Regions from separate parts of the Sus scrofa genome. Here all the other regions are linked to region 2. A link is a contact called in public HiChIP or PLAC-seq data. All regions are on one chromosome and are shown on one strand. Each heading gives the region's core, a stretch centred on a gene start, on an enhancer-like site or on the middle of the called end of the contact. The rest is flanking DNA. Distances are from core to core; before and after follow the strand shown.

Region 1 (4,068 bases), core at 578-3,077, 120 kb after region 2:
CAGGACTCGACCAAGACCGACAAAGAGTGTGAAGGCCTAGAGGAGCCCGGCCTTCTCCCGCGCTCGCTCTTAAACACGCTCATGCCTACACGCAAACGCTCAGCCAAGGCTGGGCATCTCCAGTCACACCCTAGGCACCGAAATCCTTTCGGGACGCGCCCATCCTCCTAGGGCGCACCAGCTCCTCCACCGTCCTGAGGCCACTCTCTGCCTCCCTCCCTCTCCTCTGTTCCTGCGGGTTTTCTGCCCCGCCGCCCCTTTCGCCCTCAAAAGCAGACTCCCGGACTTCGGGTCCCAGGAGCGGGACGAGCCTGCGCTCAGGCGCGCCACGTGGAGGGCGCGCGCCAGGAGCTGGACGAGAGACAGTCCTTAACTTGCGGTCCCACGGCCTGCAGCCCTGCCACACCTCTCCCCCGTGCGTTGGACCCTCCCCCGCGCCTCCCAGCCTCTGCTTGCCTGATTGGGGTCTGTGGCGCGGAAAACGTGGCAGGCCATCTGCGACTCGGGGTCGTCGGGCTGCGCCTTGATCAGGTAGGCAAAGTAGGTGAGGTCGTGGCTATTGTGGATGAAACGCGAGATGTGCTGCGCCTTGTGCTCGAAGATGAACACGGCCGGGTTGGGCTGAGCGGTCGCGGGGCAGGAGGCCCCCACGGCCCCGGCGCCCGGCGCGGGGACGCAGCGCAAGAAAGGCGCGCTGAGCACCAGGAGCACCTCGCGGGGCGCCGGCGCCCCGCAGCCGCCCGCCTCGGGCTTCTGGCTGCGCCGGCGGATCTCGGCCATTAGCCAGGGCAGCATGGGCAGCGTGGTCCTGCGGTCCAAGCACGACCCCCCCACGTACCACAGCCGGAACCGCTTGTCGCCCGGTTTCCCGGGGCCCAGCTGTGCAGGAGCGCCCGGCTCGGGCTCCAGAGGGTGCGGGAATGGCTCATCCTGAATGCAGCTGGGGGGCTCCATAACTCGCACCTCCCGAGGGCACCGAGACGGTCGGATAGGCGTGCCGCGCGCCCAGCTCTCGCGTTGAAGCGCGCCGAAACTGTGCCAATTGCAGCGTCGGGCCCCTGCGCCCGCCTTGGCGAGACCCCGAACTCCGCGCTTCAGCGGCCCTGCCCCATGCGGCACTACCCCGGGCGCGGCTCCCAGGCTCCGGCGGCGGGCACCCGAGGAGCGCCAGGCAACAGGACTGGCAGGAGAGGGCGGGTTAAATCGTCATCCTCCTTTCTCCAGCTTGCGCCGAGGGCCGGACCTCCCCTTCCTCGTCCGCGACTCCTCTGGGTCGGAAGACCACGCCGAGGGCCCCGCGCCGCCGCAGGTCGCCGTCCGCTCCAGCGCTGCAGAGCCGCTGCGGCCGCCGTGCTCGCCCCGGGCGGGCACTGGGAGGCTGGCTGGGCGGGGAATGGGCTGTGGGCGGGAGGGGATGACTTGGGGCGGAGCTGACTCCCACCAGGGTGACCGGCTGTCACCTGGAAGGTCGGGGCCGCGGAGCTTCGGCGGGATCGGTACTCAGCGAGGGCCTGTGAGAACTCTTTCGCTGGAAAATAACAAAAACAAAACGTGGCCTCGCGGGGGCCGCGCCTCCTCCAGTCGCCGCAGCCCAGCTCGCTGCTCCTCCTCCAACTGTTCCCGTCCCTCCCTCGCTCCTTCCTTCCTTCCAGGCTGCTGCTTTAATCCGGCTGCCACCCCGCCTCCCGTCCGGCGGGCAGAGAGCGTGTCCATAAAAGCTTATCTGTGAATTCACCTCTACGCCTCTTTCTCTGCCCAGGCCCCAGACCGCCCCTCCAATCCGCCCCTCGGGCAGCAGTCTTGCGCCTGGCGCCGGCAGTGCCCGGACCAACTCGGCTTTTCTAGAGTCGCCGAGATCTCCAGCTTCTTCTGGGCATCTCTGCTGCCCCCTGGAGGAGGGGGGGCACTCGCAATGGGGCAATGGGACTTTTTTAAAAAATCATACTTGCTTGGTTTCAATTCTTTTTAAAACCTGCACAATAATTTTTGAGTCTTATATCTTAATAATCTCAAAAAATAAATTACGAAATCATGATGAATTTTTTTCCACTGCAAAAGAAATCTATGATTTTTTTTTATTAGCACTTACAGGGGCTTTGGTCATCCGAAAAAAAATATTTTTTCAGAAAAGGCTTTTTAGGTCTTTGTGTTTCAAGGCAAATGAACACTTGGTACATGGTTGGTTTTTTTTTTTTTTTTTTTGGTCTTTTTAGGGCTGCACCCTCGGCATATGGAGGTTCCCAGGCTAGGAGTTGGATCAGAGGGATAGCCACTGACCTACGTCACAGCCAACACCAGATCAGAGCCAGGTCTGCGACCTACACCACAGCTCAGGCATCGCTGGATGCTTGATCCACAGAGCAAAGCCAGGAATCCAACCTGCATTCACGTCAGATACTAGTCAGATTTCGTTTCTGCTGAGCCAGGAGGGGAACGCCCACGTATGATTTTGACCTCAAATACTGGTCAGGTCTACTACCTGGTGAACTAGAAGGGACTTGGTGGGCCTTTTCCTTCCTCCAGCCTCTCAAGGCTCTTGGTAGATTGTCTCTTTGATGACATACTCTTAAACCTCTGTAATGTGTGAGGATATTACAATAGTAAAGCGTGCTCCATCATTTCCTATTCAAACTTTTTTGGCGCTTAGGATCAGGTAGGTTGTCTAACTAAACTCACCTGACAGGTTTTACAATACTCACAAAGACAACATGTCACAAAATATAGCTTTCTTCCTATGTCTCACTGAGATATTCAAGTTTCAAAATACAGGCCCAACAATCTTCCATCTCCAACTACAATCTCATTCCTTCATTGTTCAGGAGCTACATGCAAGTAGTGCCTTCCCCTGCACCTCTCAAGTTGGAAGATTCTGACCCCAAGTCTTCTCATGGGTCTGCCAAGGTCCCAGAAAACAATCAGGTCACATGGGTAACAGCAAAGTACAAGACCCACCATTTCCAAAACAGGACAAAGTAACAAAAATAAACACGAGCACTGAAACAACTTTAAAGTCCCCTATCCCTTATGAGAGTATTTTTCCAGCAAAAATTATTTTTCAAGAACCAAATGCACTGAACAATCTACACTTATATCAAGGTCACCAAACACGTATCCTCAGAGAGACTGTTACATGGTGGTAAAAACGTACACAAACAGGATAGAGAAAAGGACAAGCTGTTTCGATTTCTCCAGGTGTCAGCCCATCCTTACTAGCTGACCAGGGTCTATCAGCTGTGAACCCTTAGGGATGATTTGCTTTTCTCTATCTGCCAAACCAGCTCTGCCAACATCGCTCCCAGCTTCGCGGTCTCCTTGGCCTTCTCCTCCGTCTTCCGGCGCAAGGCCGGCACTCTTTCATCAGCCTCCTCCCTGGGATGCTAAAGGTGATTCAAGGCCTTCTCCTCTGAGGTCTCCACTGCGCTTTCATTTGGATGGTATCTTCCGTAACTCGCTCCTGGTCCTCTGATAACGCTCTCACGTGCTGTGGGGTGAGAGCCACGATACCCTCCCTCAGCCTGTCCAGGACTGGAAGCAGCAACTGCTTCAGATCTTCCTGGGACTCCAGCACTGCCCCTCCCTCCCGTGCCTCTACCTCTTCCAGGTCGAAGAGGCGCATCTTTCTTTCCTGCCTCATCTTCAGAACCGCATCTCCCTCCCCCCACTCCCCACACCCACCCCCCCTGCCCTGGGGGACAGTCCATCACCAGTTACTGCTAGAGTCAAACTTTCCTTGTCAGTAGTGCTCCCGAAGAATTTTTTTTTAGATTTCCCCTTTTATGCCTTTTGCTTCACAACTGCTCTGAGAGGAAACGGCCTTGCAGGAAAACTGCAGAGCAGCGAACACGATCACAATAAAGTTTTTTTTTGTTGTTTTTTGTTTTTTGTTGTTGTTGCTGCTATTTCTTGGGCCGCTCCCACGGCATATGGAGGTTCCCAGGCTAGGGGCCGAATCGGAGCTGGAGCCACCGGCCTACGCCAGAGCCACAGCAACGCGGGATCCGAGCCGCGTCTGCAACCTACACCACAGCTCACCGCAACGCCGGATCGTTAACCCACTGAGTAAGGGCA
Region 2 (3,907 bases), core at 231-2,730:
TGCAAATGAAATGAGATTCCACTGCGTACCTATTAGTGGCCAAAATCTGGAACATCGACAGCACCAAATGGTGACAAGGATGTGGAGCAATAGGAACTCTCATACATTCCTGGTGGGAATGCAAAATGGTTGAGTCACTTTGGAAAACGGGTGATTTCTTACAAAACAAAACACACTCGTTTTTGTTGTTGTTTTTACAAAACTAAACATACTCTTACTACATGATCCAGAAATCTTGCTCCATGGTATTTATCCAAAGGAGCTGAAAACTTACACCCACTTAACAACTGGCACATGGACATCTTAAGCAGCTGCATTCACGACTACCAAAACTTAGAAGCAACCAAGACATCCTTGAGCAGGTGAAGGAATACGCTGTCAGACCTCCAGGCAACGGAATACTAAGCAGTGCCAAAGAAGAAACAAGCTCTCAAGCCATGAAAAGATGGAGGAAACTTAAATGTGTATTATTCAGTGAAAGAAGCCAATCTGAAAAGGCTACCATGTTGTATGACTCCAATTGTATGCCATTCCGAAAAAGGCAAAACTACGGAGACAATAAAAAGGTCAGTGGTGGCAGGGATGGGGGAAGGGGGAGGCAAAAGCACAGAGAATTTTAGGACAGTGAAAATACTCCGTATGATATTATAATGATGGATATATGTCGTTATAAACGTGTCCAAATCCCAAATGCCCAACACCAAGAGTGAACCCTAAGGTAAACTAGGAACTTTGGGTGATTAAGACGTTATCAGCGTAGGGTCATCCTTTGGAAACAAATGGACACTTCTGGAGAGTGATGCTGGTATGTGGGGAGGCAGGGGGTGGATGGAAGTTCTCTGTACCTTCCGCTCCATTTTATTTGTGGGCCTTAAAATGCCCTAAAGAAATAACATCTTTTTTAAAAAAGTATGCAGTTCAATACCATTTGTACTTACTCTAACAAACGCTAGAGGGCGCTTTCCCACATGAACTAGTTTACCCAAGCAAAAAGCCAAAAATAAAGGTGGTTTTTTTGCATTTTTATTTTATTTTATTTTTTATTACTCAATGAATTTGTTACATTTATAGTTGTACAATGATCATCACAATCCAATTTTATAGGATTTCCATCCCACAACCCCAGCGCATCCTCCTACCCCCCCCAAACTAAAAATCCAAGGTTTTTTTTATACTAAAGAAATGCCACTGTTTATAAAATGGCATTACCACTGCTTCCATGTTAGCCTTACAGCATTAATCACTGGAAAGTAAATTAACTGGAATTTTAACTGATTAGACAAATTTGGCAATTAAGTAGGTTAATAAAATAGACTGAAAAAACAAGAGTATATCAATATCAGCCTTAATAACATCTAATCTGTTAGGTATTTTCAAGCAGGACGTAATCCTTTATCATGACAGTCGGAACTAGAGTCATGTAGACAAAATGCTAAAACTGGACGTTTGACAAGTAGTTTTATGAAATGTCTGAACTCTTGAGAACTTTTTGAGCAATGCTTGGTTGTGAAATGGAATAGGCCTCGGGAAAAGAGGCAAGGGACAGGAGGCTAAGCCCAGAGGGACCTGGATGTGACAAGCTCGAGCTGAGATCAGGTGATAAAGCTATAATGTTATCAAAAAGCAACAAATAACACGGGTTTCTCAGAAACCTATTTTGGTTCTGTATTACTTCAGATATTTATATCACCACAATAGCAGTGAGTGAGCATCTTGCAAATGAACAGAATAGGACGTCCGTGTGTGTGTGTGTGTGTGTGTGTGTGTGTGTGTGTGTGTGTGTGTGTGTGTCTTTTTAGGGCTGCACCTGCGCCACATGGCAGTTCCCAGGCTAGGGGTCGAATTAGAGCTACAGCTGCCAACCTACACCACAGCTACAACAACACAGGATCTGAGTCACATCTGTGACCTATACCACAGCTCCCGGCAACACCGGATCCTTAACCCACTGAGCGAGGCCAGGGATCGAACCCGCATGCATCCCCATGGCTATCAGTCAGGTTCATTACTGCTGAGCCACAACAGGAATTCCAGAATAGGACATTCTTGAACTTTTATCATCGGTTACTTGTAAACACTATAATTAACCCCTAAAGGGGAGAATGTCTCCATTTTTCAAATTAAAGTCCTAACCACCTGCTACCCAAGGATCACATGGAAAACATACATATGCCTCTCTCCAAAATTCTTCTGGAAGGAAGGGCAATCACAGGTAACCAGATGACCGCTCTCTGACATGACTTGCTCTTTCCGCAGGTGAAGGAAAAGCCTGTCCCTGCACACTGACTGCTCCACCTCCAACCGCCCCCGCAGGGTTCAGGGAGGTAAACTCCTGAAAACAACGTGAGTCATAATGCAGTGTTGCCCCCAACGACGTGAAAAACCAACACAATGAAATTCTGCGTCAACACTTGCCCCTCGGCGCTCATTCCTTCTTTCCATTTGGGAGTATGGTGAATATTACCTAGAAGTTTCTTTTCTTTTTTTTTCTCTCTTTTTTTTTTTTTTTTTTGGTCTTTTTTTGCTATTTCTTGGGCCGCTTCCGCGGCATATGGAGATTCCCAGGCTAGGGGTCGAATCGGAGCCCTAGCCACCGGCCTACACCAGAGCCACAGCAACGCGGGATCCGAGCTGCGTCTGCAACCTACACCATAGCTCACAGCAACGCCAGATCCTTAACCCACTGAGCGGGGCCAGGGATTGAACCCACACCCTCATGGATGCGAGTCGCATTTGTTAACCACTGAGCCACAACGGGAACTCCATACCTAGGAAAGTTTCTGATCAGAAAAGACCTTTATTCACAGCGGATACTGGCTGTTGAAAGACATTCTTCTTTGTTCCTCTATATAAAAGACATCCCCTCCTCTTCTCTTCTTTGTGTGACCTGGCTAAAAGAGACCACAGGAAGTGTACAATGATGGAGGTGATCTGGACAACCCCATCTCGCTGTCATCTTTGATTACAGAAAAGAATGAGAAGCTTGAGCCTTTCAGAGTTCTGGGGAAAGGACACATTCTCTCTCTCTTTTTTTTCTTCTTTTTTCTTTTTACAGCCTCACCTGTGGCATATGAAAGTTCCCAGGCTAGGAGTTGAATTGGAGCTGTAGCTGCCGTCTGACGTCCTGCCCAGAGCAACACCAGATCTTGTGGCAATGCTAGATCCTTAACCCACTGAGTGAGGCCAGGGATCAAACCTGCATCCTCACAGACACGATGTCAGGTTCTTAACTCACTGAGCCACAGCGGGAACTCCAAGAACACATTCTGCTTATGCCCCGGGCAGGCATGGGACTTAAAACCAAATGCGTAAATACAGGACCCCCAGAGCAACCAAACTTTACCTTTGAGGCCTCCGAAATGTCACCAGATCGCTTGAAAGCCACCCGGATGAGTGCACTGTGTCATGACTAGCCTTTGCTCAGCACAAACCTAGCTCTCTCCACCCTGGGACATGATCTGTGGACAGAGACATCCTCTCTCCTTCAACAGAAATCACATGACACCATTACCTTTCAATTAATGCATCTTTCATAAAATTGTTATGATCTCAAGTAAACTTGGGCAACCCAAAGCTCTCTCCCCACCAAAGTATTTTCACTTGTCCAATTTCATGTATCTTGAACATTTAACTGCCCAATTTCAATTCCTTGAAGGAAAGCCTCACTCCAGAATTTTAAATAGAATGTGTGACACTGAGGTATGTTTTATGATGGAAGAGCCTAATTTTCTAATGCCCCAAATGCTTCCTCACAGCTATGTTAGAAGGATTAATAATTACGGCAATGCTTCAAGGCTGACAGTATAATCAATTTGACTGAAGATAAAAGAAATTAAGGAAATCTGTCCAGTAGCAATGAATAGTTAGCCTGTAGAGTGTGATAAGGTGGTCAAAATGGATTTTCATT
Region 3 (3,668 bases), core at 478-2,977, 74 kb after region 2:
AATGACAACTCTACAGCCTTTCCCAATCCTGCCAGTAAAAAAAAAAATCAATCATCACAGTCTCTGTTCTCAATGTAGTTTCCCCCCTACATGACAGCAGCCACGACAATTTGATCTGTGTTACAGTTTTGGGGTCTGTTCCACCCATAAGAGGACAAATGAGATGCTTATACATCTTGTATTTAATGGTACAGTTTAACTATACTCAATATTTAAGGTCAATCAACGTTCAAAGAGAGCTGAGCTAATTATTTATTAGTTGTAATTTCTATTTTAGGGCTACTCAAATAGTGACTTCAGAAGAAACTTGGGCAATTTATAAACATCACAATATATACTAGATGAACACGTTTTGGGTACTTCCTCAATTATATAATAAGCAACCTCATGTCAAAAATGTCAGGAGGAAGTGGTATTAGTTTTTGCCACGTGAAAACCATGTCACATTTAACCCTTAAACTCTCCGTTTTCTCTTCTGTGAAACAGGGCTACTAATAAAACTCATCCACAGAATCATCTTAGAAGTAAATAAAATGTTCCGTAGAGCATCTAGCACGTAATTAAGTTGGATACACATTAGTCACTGTGGTTGTCATGTTATTATTAAGAAGGTCTTCATAATCCTCAGTAATAAGACAGGGCAATGCTAGAAGACCCCAAAATAGAAGACAAGCGTAAAATCACTTATATTTGGTCCTGGAATGTAATGTAAAACTAACATTTAAATTAGAGTATGACTGATTTGGGGGGGGGAATAGCAAAAGATGACAGGAAAACAATGCAGATTTCCTATCCTTCCTATCCCATCAGAGCTGAGAACTATTTTCTGGGTCCTGGTCTCTGCTAAAAACAGCACACTGCAGAGAGACTGCTACCATACAACTTTTTTTTTTCTTTTTGTCTTTTTAGGGCGGCACCCAAGGCATATGGAAGTTCTCAGGCTAGGGGTCATAGCCGCCAGCCTATGCCACAGCCACAGCCACGCCAGATCCAAGCTGCATCTGCGACCTACACCACAGTTCACAGCAACGCCAGATCCTTAACCCACTGAGCAAAGCCAGGGATCGAACCTGCGTCCTCATGGATACTAGTCAGATTTTGTTTCTGCTGAGCCATGATAGGAACTCCTGCTATGGTACTATTGCTCTGCTTATTTTATGAAGGTTGCTTTACGGAGCTCCACTGGGCTTTTGTAAGTAACTACTTTGCTTCAGCTGAGAGGCCCCTAGTTGGATGTGGGCAGATGGAGAAGGGAAGACAGTGGCCAGGGTGTGTCACTGAAAAATAACTGTGGACCTGCCCTGTTCCCTGTTGAGTTTAACTATCAAGAAACTAAAAGGCTAGATTTGTCATAGCGTTTCTAAAGCCAACTAAAAGAACATAACAATTAGAATTACAGACACAAAGGCAGTTCGATTTGCCAGATGTCTGGTTTTAAACAAGATGAGGTTTGCACTTTCCATGTGAATTTATAAAGCGTCTCAGTGTTTCGGTTAGACTCATCTGAAAGTACTAAAGACAGCATTGCATAAAACAAAAACATAATTGTATTTAACTCAAAGCACCCTGCCAAGGGTGGGCAAGATCAAGTAAATGGCTGGACAAGCTCTCATTATAATGTGTCCAGAGTACAAAGGAGCTGGGTTTTCCTATCAGAGGACAATGGAGCACCAAGCAGACAGCTTTCCAGCCACCCTTCCAAAGCTGAAGTCACAGCTGAAGCAGCAGGAGAAGGACTGGTTCCTCTTCCCTTTTCCTTTTTTTTTTTTTTTTTTTTTAGGGCAGCACCCACAGCACATGGAGGTTCCAGGCAAGGGGTACAATCAGAGCTGCAGCCGCCAGCCTACACCCACAGCCACAGCAACTCAGGATCCGAGCCGCGTCTGGGACCTGCGCCACAGCTCATGGCAATGCAGGATCCTTAACCCACTAGGCAAGGCCAGGGATCGAACCGGCTGCCTCATGAATGCTAGCCAGGTTGGTTAACCACTGAGCCACGACAGGAACTCCCCTCTTCCCTTTTTCTACATCAGCGATTCCCAAGGAAGCGAAAAGGAAGAATGTACATCAGAACAAGCAGCGAGGCTCTGTCTCTCACCAACAGAGACAGTAAGCCTTGGTGGAGTTCCTGTTGTGGCGCAACAGGAATGAATCAGACTAGCATAGAGGGATGAGGGTTCGATCCCTGGCCTCGCTCAGTGGCTCCAGATCCGTCACTGCCATGAGCTGTGGTGTAGGTCACAGATGCAGCTCAGATCTGGCGTTGCTGAGGCTGTGGTGTAAGGCAGCGGCTACAGCTCTGATTCGATCCCTAGCTTGGGAACCTCCATATGCCTCGGGTGCAGCCCTAAAAAGCAAAAAAACAAAACAAACAAAAAAAAGAGATATGCCTTCTTCTACCCATACCTGAAAGCTCCCTCTTGTATTCGCCAGGGAGTCCTGTCCCTACTCAGAAGCACAGCCATGACAGTTGTGGAGTTTAATTGCAACGACAGAGACCAGGAAAGATAAGGCTGAAGGTATGACGTATCTTCACCTGCCTCACAAAGCACTTGAGACCCCTCTGGAATCCAGGCGGTGGGAATTACAAGAACATAGAGGCATGACAAGAGGGTAACTTCCGAAGTTTGTTTAATGTGTTTTATAAACAGATAAACTAGGAAAAAAACAAACACCTGAAAAAATCAGTAGCTGTTAAGAGTAACAGAGAACAAAGGCAAAGAAATCACTGATGTTAGTCATTCTAAGTACTCAAGGAACTCAAATAATATTGAGTTGCTGGGGGAAAGGTGGAAGAATGCGGTGGTAAAAATAAAATGGTGTTCCTCAGTTAAAAATAAAATACTGTGAACGTCAATTTAGAGGAGAGAATCATCAAGCGCAAAAGAGTAGAAAAAAGTACACCAAAAGTTGAATAATTTCACGTTGCAAATAAGAAGTCAAGTTTTGTTCATGTTTCATGTCTTTAGTTTCTTGAACACCTTGATGAAACATGGAATCTTGGGTGTGTAAAAAAAAAAAAAAACCATGGTGTATTTCCCAGCTTTTCTATAAGCCTCCTAAAGACTTACAACTCAAAGCCAAAAGAATAAATAAAATCAAATGCCTCTGGCTCTGGGGTTGATCATTTATCACTTCAGTCTGTATGTTTGCTTATAAACCTAATTTCAAGTTTTATTAGTATTGCATTAATATATTAATGTATAATACAAATTAATTATGACTTACAAGGGTTTTACTTTATATTCCAAAACTGGAAGGGAATTGTATTAATGACAATCATTTACTGATTGCTTCCTAAGAACCAGAAATTTTGCTAGGTCCTTTATGTACATGATCTCATTTACTCCTCACAAAATCTCTGTGAATAGATACAATCTCCTCTATTTTCCAAACAACCCACGAAATAAGTCACTTGCTCAACAAATAACAAACGCTACAGAGGGTATGGAGAAAAGGGAACCCTCTTTCACTGTTGGTGGGAATATAAATTGGTACAACCACTATGAAAAACAGTATGGAGGTTCCTCAGAAAACTAAATATAGAACTACTATATGATCCAGCAATCCCACTCCTGAGCATATATCCAGACAACACTTTCATTCAAAAAGATACATTCACTCCGAAGCACTATTCACAATAGCCAAGACATAGAAACACCTGAAAT

The links. HiChIP or PLAC-seq counts read pairs in DNA pulled down with a chosen protein or histone mark.
Region 1: an H3K27ac HiChIP or PLAC-seq map of alveolar macrophages shows a contact between it and region 2. The contact joins the promoter of TBC1D4 here to the enhancer-like site in region 2. A contact is called at or near these places in 3 of 5 promoter capture datasets (fetal liver, fetal skeletal muscle and liver), 19 of 47 Hi-C or Micro-C datasets (alveolar macrophages, blood, brain and 12 more) and 2 of 2 datasets of contacts at active chromatin or transcription factors (alveolar macrophages and skeletal muscle).
Region 3: an H3K27ac HiChIP or PLAC-seq map of alveolar macrophages shows a contact between it and region 2. The contact joins two enhancer-like sites. A contact is called at or near these places in 2 of 47 Hi-C or Micro-C datasets (fetal heart ventricle and subcutaneous adipose tissue) and 1 of 2 datasets of contacts at active chromatin or transcription factors (alveolar macrophages).

What each region holds. Positions count from the first base shown.
Region 1 is chr11:47,759,101-47,763,168 of Sscrofa11.1, forward strand. It overlaps TBC1D4 (TBC1 domain family member 4), which reads right to left and starts at 1,828. Exons shown (of 20, transcript XM_021065670.1): 1 at 457-1,828. The coding sequence starts at 954.
Region 2 is chr11:47,642,596-47,646,502 of Sscrofa11.1, forward strand. The region is part of intron 1 of TBC1D4 (TBC1 domain family member 4); the gene reads right to left. Among named protein-coding and RNA genes, the nearest start is that of TBC1D4, 120 kb to the right of the region's middle. Within about 2 kb of position 1,481, at least 4 of the 83 cell types and tissues checked have an H3K27ac peak or open chromatin away from gene starts, as enhancers often do. A contact at or near this core is called in alveolar macrophages, where this site is marked.
Region 3 is chr11:47,716,199-47,719,866 of Sscrofa11.1, forward strand. All of the region lies in intron 1 of TBC1D4 (TBC1 domain family member 4), which reads right to left. Among named protein-coding and RNA genes, the nearest start is that of TBC1D4, 43 kb to the right of the region's middle. Within about 2 kb of position 1,728, at least 16 of the 83 cell types and tissues checked have an H3K27ac peak or open chromatin away from gene starts, as enhancers often do. A contact at or near this core is called in alveolar macrophages, where this site is marked.